5 separate regions of the Mus musculus genome follow, and regions 2, 3, 4 and 5 are each linked to region 1. The links are chromatin contacts, called in public HiChIP or PLAC-seq and promoter capture Hi-C maps. All regions are on one chromosome and are shown on one strand. The core of a region is the stretch at or near the end of the contact, and the rest is flanking DNA. Distances in the headings are between cores, read along the strand shown.

Evidence for each region. Promoter capture Hi-C pulls out the DNA fragments that hold promoters and counts their contacts. HiChIP or PLAC-seq counts read pairs in DNA pulled down with a chosen protein or histone mark.
Region 2: a promoter capture Hi-C map of embryonic stem cells shows a contact between it and region 1, with 3 times the contacts expected there. The contact joins the promoter of Mettl22 here to the promoter of Emp2 in region 1. A contact is called at or near these places in 2 of 39 promoter capture datasets (embryonic stem cells and liver).
Region 3: a contact with region 1 is called in a promoter capture Hi-C map of liver, with 7 times the contacts expected there. The contact joins the promoter of Pmm2 here to the promoter of Emp2 in region 1. A contact is called at or near these places in 4 of 39 promoter capture datasets (the 3T3-L1 cell line, cranial neural crest, embryonic stem cells and 1 more) and 1 of 115 datasets of contacts at active chromatin or transcription factors (pancreatic cancer cells).
Region 4: a promoter capture Hi-C map of liver shows a contact between it and region 1, with 4 times the contacts expected there. The contact joins the promoter of Carhsp1 here to the promoter of Emp2 in region 1. A contact is called at or near these places in 3 of 39 promoter capture datasets (liver and pre-B cells).
Region 5: an HNF4G HiChIP or PLAC-seq map of pancreatic cancer cells shows a contact between it and region 1. The contact joins the promoter of Usp7 here to the promoter of Emp2 in region 1. A contact is called at or near these places in 2 of 39 promoter capture datasets (cranial neural crest and liver) and 1 of 115 datasets of contacts at active chromatin or transcription factors (pancreatic cancer cells).

The regions. Positions count from the first base shown.
Region 1 is chr16:10,311,780-10,315,792 of GRCm38.p6, reverse strand. It overlaps Emp2 (epithelial membrane protein 2), which reads left to right and starts at 1,825. Exons shown (of 5, transcript NM_007929.2): 1 at 1,825-1,981.
Region 2 is chr16:8,468,593-8,472,605 of GRCm38.p6, reverse strand. It overlaps Mettl22 (methyltransferase like 22), which reads right to left and starts at 1,793. Exons shown (of 11, transcript NM_146247.1): 1 at 1,741-1,793. It overlaps Gm30012 (a long non-coding RNA gene), which reads left to right and starts at 1,455. Exons shown (of 5, transcript XR_384641.4): 1 at 1,455-1,663; 2 at 3,011-3,063; 3 at 3,392-3,530.
Region 3 is chr16:8,635,349-8,639,361 of GRCm38.p6, reverse strand. Pmm2 (phosphomannomutase 2) reads right to left here and starts at 1,655. Exons shown (of 9, transcript NM_016881.3): 1 at 1,534-1,655. The coding sequence starts at 1,587. Tmem186 (transmembrane protein 186) reads left to right here and starts at 1,651. Exons shown (of 2, transcript NM_025708.5): 1 at 1,651-1,876; 2 at 2,970-4,013. The coding sequence starts at 1,874. The coding sequence ends at 3,617.
Region 4 is chr16:8,670,222-8,674,234 of GRCm38.p6, reverse strand. Carhsp1 (calcium regulated heat stable protein 1) reads left to right here and starts at 2,082. Exons shown (of 4, transcript NM_025821.2): 1 at 2,082-2,122.
Region 5 is chr16:8,736,477-8,740,489 of GRCm38.p6, reverse strand. Usp7 (ubiquitin specific peptidase 7) reads left to right here and starts at 2,148. Exons shown (of 31, transcript NM_001003918.2): 1 at 2,148-2,286. The coding sequence starts at 2,205.

The DNA of each region.
Region 1 (4,013 bases), core at 576-3,075:
AACAAATAATAAGTAAATAAATAAAATAAACCAAGAGCTGGCAAGATGGCTGTCATTGTTAGCTCAGCTGTCATCTTGACACAAACTCAGAGACACCTGGGAGAAGGAGACAGAGATTGAACAATTGCCTCCATCAGACTGGTCTGTGGGTATGGTGGTGGTGCATTTTCCTGACCACCATGTGGGCATGGCCATCCCTGGGTCCTTTCCCAGGTCCAGGTGGGCCTGGACTATATACGGTACTGAGCAAGTCAAAGGCCATAGTCATCAGCCTTCCTCCACAGTCTGCACCAGCTCCTGCCCCAGGTTCCCACCTGAGCTCTGCTTTTCCTGAAGTGTGAGGTGCAACCAATCCTTTCTTCTCTGAGTTGTTTTTGGACCTGGTGTTTATCACAGCAGCAGGGGCAGAGGATAATAAGGACACTTGCCACTAGATGTGAGGACCTGAGTTCTCTCCTCAGGATCTATACAGTGGAAGGTTCTCTCTGCTCTCCATGTGTGCTCTCCATACACACAAGCAAATAAGTAAGTGAACAAATGTAATTAAAAAAATACTGAAAACAGAAATAACTGATGTGGCAAGAAGGCTCTGACAGGTGAAGGCACTTGCTGTCCAAGCCTGGTGGCCTGGTGATCCTCAGGAGCATTGCCAAGAAGGAAGGAGAAAATCAGCTCTTCAAAGTGCATGCGCGCGTGCACACACACACACACACACAGAGAGAGGGGGGGGGGAGAGAGAGTGAGGAGAGAGAGAGAGAGGAGAGAGAGAGGGGGAGAGAGAGAGAGTGAGGAGAGAGAGAGGGGGGGAGAGAGAGAGAGAGAGAGAGAGGAGAGAGAGGAGAGAGAGGGGAGAGAGAGAGAGGAGAGAGAGGAGAGAGGGGGGGAGAGAGAGAGAGAGGAGAGAGAGAGGGGAGAGAGAGAGAGAGGAGAGAGAGGAGAGGGGGGGGAGAGAGAGAGTGAGGAGAGAGAGGGGGGGGAGAGAGAGGAGAGAGAGGGGAGAGAGAGAGAGAGAGGAGAGAGAGGAGAGGGGGGGAGAGAGAGAGGAGGGGAGAGGGGAGAGAGAGAGAGGAGAGAGGAGAGGGGGGAGAGAGAGAGAGAGAGGAGAGAGAGGAGAGAGGGGAGAGAGAGAGAGAGAGGAGAGAGAGGAGAGAGAGGAGAGAGGGGGGAGAGAGAGAGAGAGAGAGGAGAGAGAGGAGAGAGGGGAGAGAGGGGAGAGAGAGAGAGAGAGGAGAGAGAGGAGAGAGAGAGGGGAGAGAGAGAGAGAGAGAGAGAGAGAGAGAGAGATTAAAAGTGCTTAAGAAAAGAAAAAGAGAAAGCAAGGATACAATGCCCAATTGAGATCACAACTTGGATCCTCTATATCAAACTTCTCAGGCCTGGCCAGGCTTGAAGGAATCTTAAGACTGGTCCTTATGGTGGTCTTACTTCGGGGAAGGAATTGATTTTTCAGTTATGGCTTGGCTCATATCAACTCAGCCTCTCCAGGAGGCACCGAGTGTGGCCTTTAGGCCTCAGGACAAGGTCCCGCCACGCCTTCCTTTTCTATCATAGGAAACTGAGGCAGGAGAGATTAACAACCAGCTAAATTAGTAAGAGACAGAGAGGGCTGCTCGGAAAGAAGTGGAAATCTCAGGGTCCTGACCCTGCAGTCAGGAGAAGAGGGGCGGCAGAGATGAGAAGGGCAGCGATGATCCCAGCAGGAGACTTCCAGCTCCCTCGAACTTTACAGAGTGCTGCTGGACGGCCCAGCAAGGGGAGGTGGGGGGGGGGGGGGCGCCCGGCCTCCCGTGGTCCCGCCCCCTGGATCGGCGGCTCCTGACATCACGGGCGGGCAGGGAGGCGGGCTAGGGAGAGGGCGGCAGGGAGGAGGCTCGGCAGCCCGGAGGGCGGAGGACGCCGCGCAGTCCCAGCCCCAAGCTTCAAAACAGCCGGCGCCTCGCCCCACGCGCAGCCCGCCACTGTGTCCAGACGCCCGTGCCCGGTGAGTTGGGGGCGCGACAAGGGACTGCGGTGACGTCGGGGTTCCGGAATGACAGGGAGCAGTGTGCCCTCTTTAGGAATCGGGACAGGCCAGGGGATCCGTGCTTGACGGGGAAGGGTTGGGGTGCGGTTCGTGCGGCAGTCCCGTTGCTCCTTCTCCAGATTTCTGTGGCGCAGACCTTCCCTTTGGTGCCCCCCAAGGCCACCCTGCCACCCCTGGGTGGCATTCGCCACCTTTTGCGTCCAAGTGGGCGGGAAAAGTCTGGGAAAGAGTCAGGGCGGATCCCCTCTCCACCATCGCTGGCCCAAAGCTCTGAACTCCAGAGTAGCCCACTTGTTGCCTGTTGTACTCAGCGTCTGATTCCCAAGCAGTACCAATCAGACAGGACCTGGTCCTCGGGTCCCTGAGGGCCGCGCACTCCTCCGGGTCTGGGCTCCGTGGCGCCCCACAGCGGCGAGGGGGCAGCTTCCTTGGGTTCTTAACGGTGTCCCAGCCTGGGGGGTAAGCTCCAAGGATGGCCCCCCTGCCTGCTCTTGACTACTGTGGCAGATCTGTGGGCTTTAAAGGGAAGAAGGGATGGCACCCATGATTCCACGGGAAAAGGAGGTATAACTGAGTGTGCATGCCAAGCTTGGAGAAGGACTGAAGCATCTAGGTTCAGTTCAGGAGGGTCCCACTACTATGAGGCATCTAGAACCTACAAGTTCAAAGGCAATCCAGAGTGGGTGGTGATCATTGCCAGGCGATGGAGATGGCTGGGATTTTGGACTATTTAACAGGTACAGATTTAATTGCGGATGATGGAACGTTTTGAGTATAGATAGTAGTGGGCGTCACTCAACATTGCTGGTTCATTTCAGGCCATGTGCTTGTAGAATTACAAATGGTTTACATCATAAATGCTGTGCTCTTACCACAATGAGAGGCACAAAAGACGCCTCTAGCCGCCTCTGCTTGAGCATTCCGAATCAGAGAGAAATTCCAAAACCTAGACATGGAGGCTGACCACCTCTCCCTGGAATGTCACTTTCAAATAATGTAAGGGGTTCAGTAGGATGGATCCATGCAGGTTACAGGAGAGACCCAAGGGAAGAGAATGTGGAAGGCCAATGGGAGTATGCATTGGGCTTCTCCCGCCTCCTCCCAGAAAGCCTTATTCTGGGAGACACCTGGCCTAGAGACCTGGCAGAGTTAGCTACTCAAGGCTGTGAAGCCACACCTTCACCCTGTCTTCCCCGTGACTCCACTCATTCCCACCAGGAGATACCTCAGTGGGCTGCAGGAAATGGGGAGAGACCTTGTAAGAGGTGTGGGTCCCCTGCAAGGTATTGGGCAGATAGATACCCGGCCCACAGCCCAGGGAGGCACTAGGGGTGGCCAGAAAGTGCAGAACCTGTTTTTCCTCCAAGGGGTTTTGGATCTTTACCACCTCCACCCCCACAAGAATGGAGAATCAGAGAGAGCCGGTCACACAGCCTGGAGCCTTCTCTGTCCCTCAAATGCAGAAGCTGAGGTTGGCCTGCAATCTGGGCAAGGGTGTTTGTGTGGGAAGCTGGGGAGGGAGCCAATAGGGAGGGGGAGGGCAGAGCAGGGCGGGGAGGTGCCGCCCCACCATCAAGAGAGGCCCCCTCTCAAGCTCACTCTGCCCCAAGGGAGAATTTAATTGTAAATACAGAGCATATTTATTTAGCAGCCACACACACACACACACACACACACACACACACACACACCCTCCTTACAGGTAATGACATCTAGATCCCGTTCTCTCCTTTGTCTTATCTTCACCATAGGCACTAACCACCAGGAGGGCCAGTTTGCCAGTGTTTCTTGTTTATGCCCAGGTACATACTGCCACTCTACTGCCTGTGGTCTCCTTCCCTCTTCCCAGAGCCTTCCTGCTCATCAGTGAATCTACTCTGAGGGATACCACAGGAACTATATAAATACCTTTCCAGGGCACATGGAATGGCTTGGGACCTTGAGGCTGACCAGGAGTCAGGAGTCCAGTCACCTCCTGGGGGACAGATAA
Region 2 (4,013 bases), core at 544-3,043, 1.8 Mb after region 1:
CCCAGCTACAGACCTCGGGGGGAATCACTTTCCTCTCTGGACCTGCTCTATCAGCCATATTGCCACCTTGCAGGAGTGTGGGAGTGGGGTGAGGTGTGGGAAAAGCTCTGAGCAGAGTCTTTGAATTACAACAGGTGTGAAATAGCGGCGACTTCTTTGCCACGAGGTTGGTTTCATGTGTTTGGCCCAAACCTGCCCTTCTCCAGTGCCTACAGGGACAATTCCTACGTGGTTGGTGTGCTTACGGTGAGTCAAACTCTTAGGAGCCTCCATTTGTTTTCAAACTGGAAGATGGAAACGGTTTAATTTTATTATCATAATTCAGATGTCTTCATGCTCTAACTGCCCACAGCTGGAGCTTTGTATATGGATGAGTGCCAGGGAACGGCAATGGCGCCAACCCAGAAAGTTCTTCTCCGAGTTTGCTTTGTTTCCCTCCACAGCATGATAAGCCAGCGAAAACGTAAGCGGGTAAGCAGGTGTGAACTGGGGCTGGGAATGAAACCAATGTGGGATTTCATGTGAATGAAATCAAAGAAGTACTCAGCCTTCAGCAAAACCACTGGCAACAAAAATCAGACATGATTCAGGCAGAGGAAACACAGCCTAGCCCTAACCACCTACTGGTTCGAGGTAGACTGGCTCCCCTAGTTCTGAATGGAAGACAAGATTTGGCTTTTGGTTTTGGTCCAAAAAATCCTCTCTGCCATCTTTGGGAACACTGACCATGAATAAGAGGATAGAATGTGTTGTTATGGTACACAAATTTACACCTCAGAGGATGCATGTTCATTGTTCATTCTGTAAGTGGGAATTATATGAGGACCAAATCGTCTAACATATAGGTGGAAAACAAATTCTCTACTAACCTCTGGTCGACTTCGTCTACTTAAAAGTATGAATGAAGCAGGTTTCCCAGGAAATGTGGCCTGAGAGAGAAGTCCCAGGTCATGAGCCTCCTTTAAGGGTTTCGCCTGGGAATCAGCATTCTGGAAATAGGGAGGCACTGAGGCCTGTGTGAGGATTAAACGTGACAACCGTCCCTTTCAGGGATCATCAGTAACTTGTAAGTAGCTACAGGATCATGTTTATAGAAAAGTGTCCCGGGGAGATGGCTAGAGACCTTGAGACAGTTTCTCTACTTAGAAAATGCATGGTATAGAGAGGTGTCCAGTTTCTCCTAGGTACTGCTGGAAAAGCAGTCCCAGGTTTCATGTTGCAAATTCATTCCGGTAGGGGAGCTGGCAGGTCGTCTAGGCAATTCCGAGACGGCAGAGTTGGATTCCCAAGAATTCTTCAAGGGTTACAGCCACTGTTATTCCCCAAACCAGTCTACCGGGGTGGACAGAACTCCCCTCCTCCCAGGCAGGTGGATGCACACCCACTGGACAATCAAAACTTAGGAGCTGGGAGAGGGAACGCCAGGAAGCTGGAGGGCGCAGGGCTCAGAGGTGCAGGAAAGGGCTGGCCACGCGCGCAGGGCGGCGTCAGCGGCTCCAGGGACCTCCTCCATTAGCGGCCAGTCACTCTGAAGAAGCCAGTCGCTAACCCGGCCTCTCCTTCCCTTCCTAATCCGAGACAGAGTGGGACTGCCTCACCCAGCACGGAAACCGAGACGTCCCATACAGAAAGGGAAACTGAGGCTGAGGGTTCAGACTTCAAGGTCGTGTAAGCTTGGCTCTCAAAGCCAAGATGCTCCCTGGGTTCTTCCCGGTCCCGCCCCCTCTCCCGGGCTCTTACCCGCCATGACACTGGTCTGAAGTCCCACGCGGAACCCTAGCCATGGGGCTCAGGAAGCCGCCATGACGGACAGCTTGCGCAGGCGCGGTCCAAGCGCCGGCTCGGGTCGCGCATGCGCACGCGGCGGCAGCCGCTAGCTAACACCTGATGCTCTCGCTCAGCCCTGTGGCGGCCACTGGAGGCTCAGCTGTCACCTGGTCGGATTGCTCATATGGCCGTCCAGAGTGGGGACGCCTCTGCACTTCGGTGTTTGGAATCCCTCCTGTAAAAAATTTAAATATGGCTAAGAATCTCAGCGGTGTAGAGAGCCCAGCACAAGAAAAAAAAGTTAAATAATTTGCTTTAAGTGTTAGAGTCATTAAAGATCAGAGTCCTAATAAGCTGTATTTAACCATTGTTCCTAAGTATGCCCAGGAAACAATTAATAGGCAAAAGCAGAAGACAAAAACATACAATGACCCACCCAAGTACATGTTTCGGGCACCGATAGGATATTTATGTTTAAGTAGAGTGCTATAGTTATGCATAGCTAAGCAGTCCTGGTCTGGGTATGGTACTGCCCATCATTGCTCCATCCTTTTTTTTTTTTTTTTTTTTTTTTTTTTTTTTTTTGGCTTCAATCTATCCTGCAAGGAGTTTTGAAAAGTTGTAATTCTCTTCCTGGAAGACAGTGACTCATCTGTTTGGTCCCTGGTATTAACCTTTATCTCCTCCCAGCTTGGGACTGTTGGGGAAAATCAAAATTTGGGGGTTGACTGTTTCAATAATCTGATAGCCAAAGGGAGGGGCACAAGTGTGTTACGTTTAGAATATCCTTATTCCGGCAAGGCAGGCAGGCTGGAGGATCACTCAGCCACTAAGTGGTGAGGATTCAAATTGGAGGGTGAGGGATCCGGAGTGTGTTAGCCAGCATGCCCCTTGTTTCTTCCCAGTGTTATGTATACCCTGCGTTTAGCATCCTTACAAGCAATTGGCAGGACTAACGGATCTAGTCATCAAGTCTCCAGTAACGATGATCCCGGATCTTTCTAAGTTGGAGTCTAGCATAAAATGAAATAGGACACAAATATTACACCTTAGGTAAACCTTATCCTGTTCAGAATGCTGAGAATGGTAAGTGCTTAAGGTTGGAGGCTGTATTTAGTCACTTATTTTTGTGGCTGTGATAAATACTCAGGAAAAACCACTTAAGGAAATAATGACTTCTTTTGTCTCATGCTTTCAGAAACCACCTAAGGAAATAATGACTTCTTTTGTCTCATGCTTTCAGAGGTCCAGCATTGCTAGCTCCATTGCTTTGGAACTGTGGGAGCTAGAGCACAGGTAATGGGAGGCCAAGCGCTAGACCCAAAGGCTCAATGACATATTGTCTCCAGCTAGGCTCCACCTCCAGAGGGTTCCACCCACTGGATTATAAATCTAACAGTGGATGAATCTACCCATGAAGGCGTCTGATCCCTATGATCCCACACAGGGGCTAACACAGGCTCACACTGAAATCCCCACCTCTGATCAACACTTGCATAGGGGCCAGGCTTTGAATACATGCTCACTTCTGGGTACACTTTGATCTAAACTGTAGCCGAGGCAAATGTGAATCTCATGTCCTCTATTTGCTTTCCGCTTGCCCCCTGGATTATCTGAACGTTAGGGCTCAAAGAAGAAGTGTGGCCAATTGCAGAAGATGGGGCAGAGAGAGCCCATGGACACTCCAGGCTCCGGGTGAATTCTCATCTCTTTTCCCTAGAAGCAGAGCAGAATGAAGTGACCATCAAGGCCACATCTTCCTTGTAAGTAAAGCATCAAGTTTCTGGGCTATCCCAAACTGCCTCGACCAACTTTCAGAAGCCACTGCTTTCTGTTGCTATTTTCCTGATGGCTACACAATGCTGAGCAGACACCTCCCCACACCAAGACACATGGATGTAGAGAGTCAGGCAGGCATAGCAACACATGCAGATGAGCACACGTGTATATTCTGCCAGGATAGAAGCACACTAGTGTGATCATGGGAAATTTTTATTCTAAGCAAATATCTATCAAAGAAAAGAAGGCTATCAGAATGTCTCCTAGGTGTGGGACATGAGGGAAGAGGTTACATCAGACAAGTCTCTGCTCTCATGATACTTCTGTTCTGCTGGGGAAGGGCCAGAGAACAAGCAGATATATTTTAAAAGTACAGAGTGCTGGATAGAGAGTTGGGGAATGGAGAATGGTCAGGTGGCCTGGGAAGGCCAGGTTGTATGTCAGGAGGAGCAGGGGCTGAAGGAAGC
Region 3 (4,013 bases), core at 406-2,905, 1.7 Mb after region 1:
GCAGTGGTGGCACACGCCTTTAATCCCAGCACTCGGGAGGCAGAGACAGGCGGATTTCTGAGTTCGAGGCCAGCCTGGTCTACAGAGTGAGTTCCAGGACAGCCAGGACTATACAGAGAAACCCTGTCTCGAAAAAAACAAAACACAAAGATCTATTCCACAGCCTGGTAAAGTACTTGGTCAAAAGCTATGACTCAGGAGCTCACAGGCACTATGGGGAAACCTACTAGTGTTCTTTTTGTTAAATGGAAATCTTGTCAAATTGCCTTCTAAATATTTATGTTTATATCCATAGATTAATGCCACTCTCAAGCCTGGTAAGAAAAGTTTCTCTTTGTAGTGGCAGTGGTCAATGCAGACGCATACCTGGACAAAGTGCTAAGAATAAGTGCCCTTTATCAACCCTGTCCAGGCTCAGGGGACAGAAAGAATGTAAGAGCCAGAGGACGGGGAGGAGCGTGGCGAATGAAATGCTGTCTTCTGGACATTATATGGCTGTTGCCTGCATGAATTCAGCAACTGTGGTTCCCTGCACAAGATCAAGTCAGTTAACATTCCAGCATGGGTGATATGTTGCCCATCACTTGGGGTGTGTTAGTGTGTAGCACTAACTGGACTTAGTGAGGTATTAAAATAAGAATTTTAAAAAGGACATGAAAATGGAAGAGGGATGTGTGAGTAGGTGTTCCCCAGAGGGAGCACAGGAAGGTTGGGGGTGAATATGATCAGATACACTGTACACATGTAATTGCAAAGGAATAAAAAAATTAAAAAGATAAGACTCACATATCTAAGGTTACACACACTTAACATGGGCTTCTGGAACAGTCCACGAAATCTAAAAGGAGTGGGGCAGAGACACCCAAGCTATTTAAGCCCAGTGTCAAGTTTGAGTGATTTCTGCTCAACCACGAATTTGTGTATAGGAGGCAGAAAGAATGTCATCACCACAACGAAACCACACAAACTTATCTTTGGCCCTAACAGCAAAATCTGTTAGCGGAACAAAGTCCCATTGGATCCTTGATCCTTTCAGCAAACAGCCTATTACTACCTGGGTCCCCATTGCTGCAGGGGCTCACTTTTGAGGCCTGATCTGGCGAGGAACTGTCATGAATTTCAGTGATCCTCACCAAAACATCCCAAGCAACAGGCAATGCCCCAGTTAAAGTGGCTTCAAGGGCTCCGAGAAAGATTTGCTGAAGGTCAGACGACTGAGAACCTGCCTTTGGTATATTAGAAGAGACAGCCAAAGGTGACAGGGCTGGGGAGGCGAAACAGCAGGTCAGAGGGCCGAGGCTGGAGTTCAAGCCAGGTCACCAGCCCCGAGGGCCCGAGAAGAAACTCAGGCCCGAACTTTCAGACTCTGAACACGTTTCCTACTCGGAAGGTTTTTTGGGGGCCCCCTCCCTGCGCACCCCACTCAGGACCCCGCTCAGGACTCGCGTCTCCTGGTTCCCGGACAGTCGTTACCGCGGTCTAGGGCAGCAAGGGCTCTGCTCCACCACCGCGAGCCTCCCGGGCGCCGCCTACCTGCCGCGGGGCAGTCAGGGTCCCATCCATGTCGAAGAGACAGAGAGTGGCCATTTCTCCAGTCAGAAACCTCGACCGCACCAGGAACTCTACCCGGAACTCTACCCGGAACTTCCGGGTCCGCTCCGAGCCCTGGAGTTCCAAGGCACCATGGGAAGATTCCCTAATGGTTCACAGAACACCGGTGGCGGTTACAAAATTTGAACTACAGTTCCCAAGCCATAGTAATTTTTTTTTTTTTTTTTGAATTAGCGCATGCGGGTTTTTAACCGCCCGCGCATGCGCCCTTCAACTTTCCGGTGACAAGTACAGCGTGCGTCCTGTAGCAGGCGGCGGGCTCATGGTAGGAATGTCAGGAGGGAACGCGCTCCCCGTCCCCGGTCGGGTCTAGGACTGGCAGGCAGGACGCCTGGGCTGACCATTCGGGAAACCGGCCAGTGGAAGGCCAGAGTCTATTAGCTTGGGCTGTTTTCCTGCTTTGTCCCGGGCCCTTGGGTCACGTGGACGGTCTGCGTCGCTGCCACTTCGTACGTACACACCCGGTTCAGAGCTTAAGAGCCGTGTCTCCCTCAGCGTATTCTGAGGTTTTCTTTGGAAGGGTGAAGAAGGATGCACAGCTAGTGTCCTCTTGACTCCAAAGCCCAGAATCTGCTCACTCCAGAGAACCACAGGCAGTGTGTTGAGGGCCTCCGTGCCTCACGTCTCTGCTTCCTTCCCAGACAGGTTAATGATACAAAGAGGTTCTCTGGCCGCGCAAGGCACTCGGAGAACTGCAGAGGTCCTGTGATAAGTACCCCACGGCTTTGTTGTGTGGGGTTCTGACACCGATTGATTTACCCCTTAAGGAAGGGCGGTCCTTCAAGTCCGCTGTTGCCCGGTCTCTAGTGAATAGCTGAAACGACAGGTTTTCTATGTTCATTTAGACCTGCCTAGGAGGAAGGGCCCGTCCGAGCTCCAGACTGCCCGTGTTTCCCTGTACTTGGGGCTGTGAGGTGGGGTGGGGGAGGGCTTAGGTTCTTAAAAATGTTTTTGTTGTTTTGTTTTAATCTTGTGTGTTTAGTTTGTGTGCATATGCTTGTGCTTTGGCATACGGGGCTCCAGGACGTACTGCGTGAGTAATTTCTCTTCCTTCACCGTGTTGGCCTGAGGGATCAAATTCAAGTTACCCGGTTTGGTACCAAGCACCTGTACTAGATGGGCTATCTCACTAACTGCGACTAGGGTTTTGTTTGTTTAGTTGTAAAAATGGGAGAAGGTACCTATTTAGAATAGAATTCCACCAAAAAAAAAAAAAAATTAAGTGTCTGGCTTTATCACTTTCCTCTGGAAGTCATGGTGACTTTCCAGGAGCGGTTGAAGCCCTTCTGGGAGATGCTTTGTCTTGTTCATTGTGTGATTAGCATGGGTGACTTCTGAAATGAACCTCTCTCTTCCAGGCTTTCCTCCTTCGAGTCGTGCCAAGGTTGCAGGGGCCCACTGCATGGAGGAGGCCTCTACAGGGACTATGGTGCTGCTCTGGGCAGGGGGATTCCAAAAGGTGGGTGGGGAGCAGGTCTCCCCACTCACGGGAGAAGTCACCAGGCACCGAGACCGAAACATTCCATACAATCTACCGGTTCCGAGCCATCCGAGCAATTGGGTTCCTCTCGCGGCTGAAGTTGGCCCAGACAGCTGTGACTGTGGTGGCCCTGCCCCCGGGCTTCTATTGCTACTCACAAGGCCTCATGACCCTCAGTTCACTGTGCCTTCTGGGTGGGGTCGCCAGCTTTGCCCTGGCCATGCTCTGTTGGATGAGCCACTTCTTCCGGAGACTGGTGGGCATCCTGTATGTGAACGAGTCGGGCACCCTGCTCCGAGTGGCCCACCTGACCTTCTGGGGCTGGCGGCAGGACACGTACTGTGCCGTGTCAGACATGATACCCCTGTCAGAATCCCAGGAACGGGTTCAGGATGTGTTTGTACGCATCCAGCAGTACAGTGGCAAGCAGACCTTCTACCTCACCTTACGCTATGGCCGAATCCTGGACAGGGAACGGTTCGCACAAGTGTTCGGAACTCTGGCCACACTGAAGAACAGCAAGTAGGCCTCTCATAGCCCTCGTTACACTTGGATTTTAGACAGAAGGCCTAGGACATGGATGAGACAAAGCTAATACCAGGGACTGGGCTGGTGCTCACTTTGTAGAATGCTTGTTTAGTGTGCAGGATGTGAAGCCCTGGGTTCAGACCCTAGCACTGCATAGAACAAGGCATGGCTATGCCTGCCTGTACTCAGAACTGGTGACACAGGCAGGTGGAGAAAAAGTTCAAGGTTGTTTTGGCCCAAAAAGGAAGCTTTAGGAAAAAGCCCTTAGTGGAACATAGGACATCCCATCATATAGTGGCGAGAAGTTTCTGTGAAGAGGCAGTTGTTGGAGGAGTGCTATGCCAAGGTCACTAAGGCAGACCGCTGCTGTAAAGCTGGGAGGCAGGAGGGTTGG
Region 4 (4,013 bases), core at 833-3,332, 1.6 Mb after region 1:
ACAAGCTGGATGCTTATTTCACGTCCCGACGTCTAGCACAAAGTCTGGCATAAAGTGACATAGGCCAGGGGAGAAACGGCTTAGTGCGTTACAGTGCATGCTCTACAGGCAACAGATCTGAGCGGGAGCCCTCAGTGCCCACAGGAGTAGCCAGGCATAGCTGCACATGCTTGCAACGCTGGGAACTGGGGTTGAGATGAGTGACTCCTGAGAGCTTGCTGATGAGCTAAAATGGCAAGATTCTAGATTAGTGAGAGACACTGCTGCAAAGCAGAAGGCGGAGAACAGAGGAACACAGAATGCCCAACCTAGCACTAAACATCGGGAGGATTCCAGGAGAGTCGCTGGTCTTTGGTCCAGATTGGAAGGTGGAAAACGCTAGGTTTTGATGTTCATGAAGGATGGTGGAAGCAGCAACAGCAACAAAGCAGATGCACCCATCATGAAGACAGGAAAGCAAGCTGGCGAAACCCAAAAAGGTTTTACTGCTGTCTCCAGTTAGGGCGGCCCTTCTCGTTTTAATTTCCCTAGCCAAGAAGATATACACAGAGACTTGTCTCTTTAGGTGACTGCAGATCCAGTAAAGGTGACAGCCATGGTTCATAATCATACTGGGTCACAGAAGACTGCCTCAAAAATAAATAAACCGATCATGGAGGGGTCCAAAAAGCTTGTGTGACTATATACTTCAGTCTCCTCGTGGGCACGTGCCTGGGCATCTGTCTTTTTTTTTTTTTTTCCTTCCTGAATGGTGACTGTACCATTTTCTAGTCCCCCTGCCAGAGAGCCGAGGGAGCCCTTCTCTTTGCCTGAGGAGTTGGCTTTCTTGATTTTGATGGTTCAGCATGCCCTGGGGGTAGGTCTAGAGGGTCTCAGTAGGGATGAGCTATCTCTTGGAAGACTGGGGGCTGCTGCCTACCACACCTACAGGGAACCTCTTTCCCACACCTAGGAAATATGAATTTGACCCTGGGGGGGGGGTCACGCTGAGGGCTTGCTCTCTTTGTTGGCCATGGAGATAGATCACAGCATGTCTCTGTGCCTCAGTTTCCTTTTCTGAAAATTGGAAGAAACACCATTTACTTCCACAGATAAAGTATCTTAAGGGTTTCTATTGCTGCCATGAAAACACCATTGATCAAAAAGCAAACTGGGGAGAAAGAGGTTTATTTGGCTTACACTTCCATGTTTCTGTTAATTATTGAAGGAAGTTAAGACAGGAACTGGGCAGGAGCTGATACAGAGGCCATGGAGGACAGCTGCTTACTGGCTTGCTCCTCATGACTTACACAGCCTGCTTTCTTATAGAACCCAGGACCACTAGCCCAGGGATGGCTCCACCAACAACCAGCTGGGCTCTTTCTTCATTGATCACTAATTGAGAAAATGTCCTATAGTTGGATCTCATGGAGGCATTTCCTCAACTGAGGCTCCTTTTTCTCGGATGACTCTAACTTGTGTCAAGTTGACACACAAAACCAGCCAGTACATAAAGCTTCAGGGATTCAGTAGAAATAAAAATTGAAAAAACATGGGGTTGGTGCCCACACCCATCTCAAATCCATTAGGGAGTCTGAGGCTATCCTGTCTCAAAATCAGCCCACGAAGAATAAATCAATTAGACAATAGAAAACGAACAAAACAACTCCTCCCTCCTCTCATTTTTATATTTCCCTTTCTGTCTCTCGCCTTCCTTCTATCTCTTAATTCTTGAAAAAAAAAAAAAAAAAGGCGCCCGCTTATCTCGAGTCAAGGGCAGGTTGGGGCCGGACTTGTGCTGGGGAGTGGCAGGCACAGCACGCCGAGACCCGATTGTGCCACTTTCCCGGGCACCGGGCCGGCACTGGGCGCCCGCAGACCCGCGAGTGGCGGGGAGAACACCTCCAGCCGCTGCCGAGTCCCCGGCTCCCGCCCGCGGGGCATCAACACAAAGGTCCTGCGGCAGCAGCTGTGCCGCGCTCCTCCTCCCCGACCAGTCCAAGGTCCGGGCCGCGCGTCCATTGGCCCGGAGCTCCAAGGGGCGTGGTCTCACACTCCGCCCTGCCCCGCGGCCACGCCCCAAGTCCCCGATCTTTTCTTGCAGTCGAAGAGCAGCAGCTGGAGGAGTAGGACGTGTCGCCAGGTAAGTGGCTGGTCCTGGGACCCTAGGGATGGGCGTGATGGTGCGCGGGATCTCTGGAGCCGCGGGGACGGGGCCGAGGCCTGCTCTGCACTTTGCTTCCCCTCTGTGGGGCCTTCTCGTTCTCCAGCTCCGTGATGGGTGCCCCCCCACCCCCACCTCCGGGACGTGCTCCAGTCGCCCGGGCTAGTTTGGGGAGCGCGGGTTACTCACCGTCCCCAAGGGGAGACGGGTGGGTGTGGCCACAACACCGATACTTGTCTGACTTCGGTTAGTACTTCTCTCTGGGCCACCTGTTTTTTGAGCGTAGGAGGCGCGCCCTCTGCGTTTTCTGGCGGGCTGGAGGTGCTGGAGACTCGCGGCTAGAGGAAGGCGGAGCTGTCCTCGACGGCCGGGCCTCGCCAGCTGCATGCTGGGCGGCGGGACAGTAGCCAGGCCCGGAGAGGGGGAACCGCCCTGACCCCTCGCGGTTGGCTGCCTGTAGGGAGGAGGAGCGGCAGGGCGCGCTCGCTTGGTGTTTGCGCCAGGATGGGGGCCTTAGGGCACAGAGGAAAACTTCACCGGGACTGGCGGTCCTGTTTACAGGCCGGAAATGCAAGGTTGGGTTTTGCTTTTTGTTTAAAAAAACCAGGCTCTGAGCTCACAGTTTTCTGAGGTTGCAGTTTAGGTCTGTGCAGGGTCAGCTGTAGATTCCCACTTCTCCTTCAGGGCCTGGATTCTGAGAGATGGAGGTGCCCCTTTGCAAAATAGGAGACCCCCCCACCCTTCCCCGCCGATTGGAATAGAGGGAGCTGGCTAGCCTAAGTGTCTGGAGAAATAGGGGCTTTTTAAAAACCTTCCCCTCTTGACCATACTGTTACTTCTTGGTGCTTTTAGTATGTTCTCTCTCCAAGCTGAAGCCAGAGGGAGAGAATGAAAAATAATTGGTCATTAAACCAGTAGTGGTGGGTTATGCCTGCAGTCCCAGCACTGGGGAGGTAAAAAGGATTCAGGATTCAGGTTCAATCGTGGCTCCATAATTAGTTCAAGGCCAGCTGCGGTAAATAACTTCCTTCTCCTTCACAGCACTGGGGAGACTAAGACAGAGGAACTGTCCACAGCAAGATCCTTCAAACCACTTAAAAACTCGAATTACAATCTGTGTCCCATGTTCCTGTTCTTTGTCCTATTAGGCTCGAACTTTCCCACAGGGCCTTCTCTAGCGGCTTTGTGACTCTGACTGTTCATTGTGTCCCTAAGTGATCCTTAAGCCTCAGCTCAGCCATTCCCTGGTCTGGGACAGGGGTCTCCTCAGAGTTTGGCCTCCCTCCCCCCTATCATCGCCTCTTGGGTGACGACAGCCTGGTTGCCACTCTGTGCCCTTGCATCACCTCACCCTCCAGGGTGACCATGAGCTGAATTGGGGTCAGAGTAAGCTGACTTCAGCCCAGCCTAGGGTTGGGGGAGCTGGCTTTCTTAGTCCTGCGAATGCAAGGGGAAGACTTTGTGCCTCATATCTGGCAGCTGTGGGAGGGGAGGGTTCTCCTAGTGTGACTGTGCACACCTTAGGGCCACTATTGTTAAGCCCACCTTCTGCTCTGCAGTGTGGCTGGGACTGCCTCTATAGCTTTGAGCTACTGGGATTTGCAAGGTCCTTGTCAAACTGAGGCAGGGAATTAGTGGGTCTAGGAGAAGATGGAAACAATCAGGCTGGAAGGTGAGCAGAACTGGGGGTGGGGTGAGGCAATTCAGGGCTAGGAGGCCAAGAGGTCTCCTTGGCCTGCCCCGTGGGATGACGTTATTGGAAGGGACTGCTTTGGGTTTCTGGACTCTAATCTGGAGCTTCTAGCTTCCTGGCAGTTGAGGGGAGGGAGGCAGGGGAGGGGGCGTCCCAGCTGGGCTGTTGGAGGGACGG
Region 5 (4,013 bases), core at 899-3,398, 1.6 Mb after region 1:
GGCAACAGCCTTTACCTGCTGAGCCTTTTGCTGGCCCCAAGTAGAGTGGAAAATTTTATACCTGACCTTGTACGGGGTTGCAGTCAAATACAAAATTCTGTATAAGATTATGTATAAGGTATCTCAGAAATATATGGATTTTACCTTGATTTGGGTTCTGTTATCAAAGATACCTCCTTTTATGTACAGTCAAAAATTCCCCAGACTGAGATGTGAAACACTTCTGGTTCCAGGCACATTAGATAAAAGATACAGAACCATCTCTCCTTTATCCACTTTGGGTTTTTTCCCCCTTTAAGTAAAAAAAAAAAAATTACATGTACATATATTTATTTGAGTGTGTGCGCTTTTGCAGCATGCACAGTGGAAACCAGAGGCCAACTTGCTGGAATTCAGGTCATAGGACTTGGTGACAGCACCTTTGCCCACTCTGCCATTTTGCTGGCCTCTGTTTAGGTTTTGAACTTCAGCAAGGGAAGTTGGGTTGACTGGTGTCCTAAGGCAAGATAGCAAATTGTTGCATTTTTTTTTTCCTGGACTAGCTGGTTATTTTCCTTGCAAGTCATGAAGTGCTAGAAAAGGCTCTTTTTTTATTATTACTAATTAATTTTTTGTGAAAGCAAGTTGTTCAATAGTATTTGCAGTACGACTATCCCAACCCCCTGCACCCAACTCTGGGTGACCTTGGGAAGGAGGAAGGGGCAGGTTTCTGGTGAATCAGGTGCCTTTGGGACCTGGTAGGAGGAAGTTCCTTGATGGGAAGCGTTCAGGCCAAGATGTTCTTGTTTTGTTGTTGATTTGTTTGAGTCCTGGTTGGCTTGGCCATGCCTCCAATTCGAAGAGATCCTACTGCCTCAGCCTCTGCCTCCGCCTCCCAAATTCTGGGATTAAAAAGGCATGTGCTACCCCCCCCCCCCCAAGTCAGTTGGCGCTTAGGCCTTAAATCAATCAGATTTTCCCTCTTCAAATTTCTTGTATTGAAAAGTTCGCTTTTAAAAAAATTTGACTCCTAAAACTTAGAAAGGTAGACGCAGGAGGATCAGGTGTCCATCAAGCACCATGAAAAGTTCCAGGCCAGCTTGGACTACCCGAGAGACTCTTTCCCAGTGGACGATCGTGGCCAACCTGATCTCCTAGAGAGGAAATAAATGAATGCTGGGATAGGTGAGAGCCGAAGGACTACACTTTGCCTTATTGGATCTAGGGTGCAAAAGAGTTAAGTTTCCCACGTATTTGCCCGGGTGAGAATCCCGGGGCCGGTTACGGGCCGTAAAACGGCGCCGCGCCTTGGGCTCCTTGTCCAGCCCAGTTCCCGCGAGCACCCCTACCCTCAGCCGGAGCCCCGCGGCCCTGGGCTGCGCTCCGCTGCCTCACAGAGGAGACCCCGGCGCCCCGCTCCAGCAGGGCTGGCGGGCGGGCGGCCGGCGCGCGGGGTGGGTGCTCCTCGGTGGCGGCGGGCGGGCCGCTCCCTGCTCCGCCTCCCGCTCCGCCTCCCGCTCCGCCCGCCGCCCGCCCTCGTCTCGTTCGCTCCGCTCTCGCCCCCCATGCGGATGTGACATTTCACGCCGCCGCCATTTTGAGAGCGAGCTGAGCCGAGCCGAGCCGCCGGGCGCCGCGTCCGCTGCCGGAGCCCCGACGACGACGCCGAGGAGGCGGAGGCCTCAGCGCCCCGAGCGCGGCCAGCCGGTCACCCGCCCGCGCAGCCTCAGCGGTCGCCGCCGCAGCCCACACCCGGGCCCGCAGGCTCGCCGCGGCCCGCCCGGCCTCCAGCCTTCCGCGCCCGGTCCGAGGCGGGGCTGACTACGCGGCCCCCGCCCGGCCGCCCTCCGCCCCCGGCCGGCCCGCGGCCCCGCAGCCCCGGCCCCGGCGGCGGGAGGCGGGCCCTGCGGCGGCGGCGGCGGCGGCGGCAGCGGCGGCCGCAGCGAGCGAGGAGGCCGCCCGGCTCGGCCCGCCGCCGCCCGCCCGCCTCGGCGCCGAGATTGGGCGAATCGCGAGCAAGTACGTGCGCGTCTCCCTGCCGCCGCCGCCGCCGCCGCCGCCCGCCGCGGGCCGCCCCGGGGCCGCCGCCGCCGACGACGCGCGGGTAGGAAGAGGAGGAGGCCGCCCCGCCGCCGCCGCCGCCGCCGCCTCTGCTAGCAGCCGCCCGCCCGCCGGGCCCGCAGCCCGGGCCTCCGGCCGCAGGCGAGGCCCAGGCCGCGGCCGACATGAACCACCAACAGCAGCAGCAGCAGCAGCAGAAAGCGGGCGAGCAGCAGCTGAGCGAGCCCGAGGACATGGAGATGGAAGGTGAGGCCCGCAGCGGGGCCGGCGCTTTCATTGTGGTCCGGGCGGCCGCGGGAGCCACGCGAGGGCCTCGCCATCTTTAACCAGGCCGGGCTGCCGCTCGGCCCCGCTCGGCCCGGCGCTTTTGCCGGGCCGGGGCTGCACAGTCATGCGGCCCGGCGGGGGGTGGCCCCGGACCCCCGAGTTCACGCATTGTGCAGCGCACGGGCTGCTGGGCACAAAGCGCCGGAGTCGTAAATTAGGATCGAGGTGTGTTGGCTCCGGGTACCCAGGTTGGGAGGCGGGCCCCGGGGACCGTCCTCTTTCCGGGGTGTGTGGCTCTGGCCAGGCTGGTTGGGCCTGCTCCCCGGCCCCTGAGCTCTTGGGGTGGGTATGGGAGCGGGTGCGCAGGTTCCCCTGCACCTGCTTCTGAACGCGCCCCCGGAGAGCCTCCCCCCAATAACTTCCGAGCGCTCTGCCGGGCGTCGCGCTTAATTGCGGAGACACCTGCAAGGCGCGCAGCTGCCCTCAGCCTTTGGACTTGCTGGGAAAGTACTCAGGTTCGCCTAGTTTATAAGTTACCTGGGCTTGTGGAGGAGTTTGGGTACCTGGCTGTAGGTGGTGCCGTCCACGTCCGGCTAAAAAGTGTGCTTGAAACTATGGAGTTCCGCCGCACATGGCTGGCCTACTGCAGAAGCAGATTAAGTTCTGGAGGTAACTATGTTTTCTACCGGAGCCGCAGGAATTTATCTTGGTACTGGATTTTATACTGTTTGTAGAGCTTCGCTATCAAGGTTTGCTGTGAAAGCGCAGTGGAGGGACTCTGGCTTCGGGATCTCATGCTGGGTTGGTCATTTTCTTTTCTTTTGACTTGGTACTTTAAGTGAAGGCAGTATGCGCGGTTACCTGCCCTAAAGGGGTCAGACAGGCAGGAATCCCAGTGAGGGGCAATGAATGGACCGTTCAGCAAGTGATAGTGGCTTTCATAAATGAATGAAGGTTCCTAGGAAGTTGGGGTAAAACTGTATTTGTTGTGTATGATGTAGCATGCTCTAGGCTAGGAATACTGACTCTTGACCCCCCCTGTGAATAACTTGATGGTGATCAGTGGGAATCAAACAATTGTCTGACCATGCAGCAGAGGGAAAAAGGCCCTAGGGGGCCGGGGGAAGGGGGAAGCTGAAGTTCATGCCAAGGACTAGGCTGTTTCTCTTGGCCTCAGCAAATCAGTAATTTCAGAGTGTCTGGCAAGTGCGATTAAACCAAATAGCTGATGGAACTCACCTTTGGGAGATTAGTGTACTCCTTTTATGCTATAATTTCATGCACGTCTAAAGTGGAGAGTTGCTCGGAACGTGAACATCCGTTTTCCTTTCAAGTCTTCCTCACTGCTCCTCTAGGGCTTTGTGAGAATAAGATTGGACAGCGCTGGGGGGGGGCATATTTCTGATACAGACTGTATCTGGAAAAATGTCTATGTCCAAAGTTTTGACGAGATTAGGGTGGTGGAAGATCTTCACAGGTTTTTTTACCCATGATATCCTGGGCTTCATGCTTGCTTCCCAGAGTTTTCTCGTGAAACTTTCATTTTCTATCAAAGTTAGTATTTGAGTTTTAGTGTTTAATGGGTGTTGTGGCTTTCAGTTTTCTATTCTTGCGCTAATTCTGTAGAAAATGCAGTCTTTCAGGGCTGTGGCCATGTGAGCTAGTATAGTGCTTTGGTGTGGGAGTGCACGTTAGACAGTCTTATT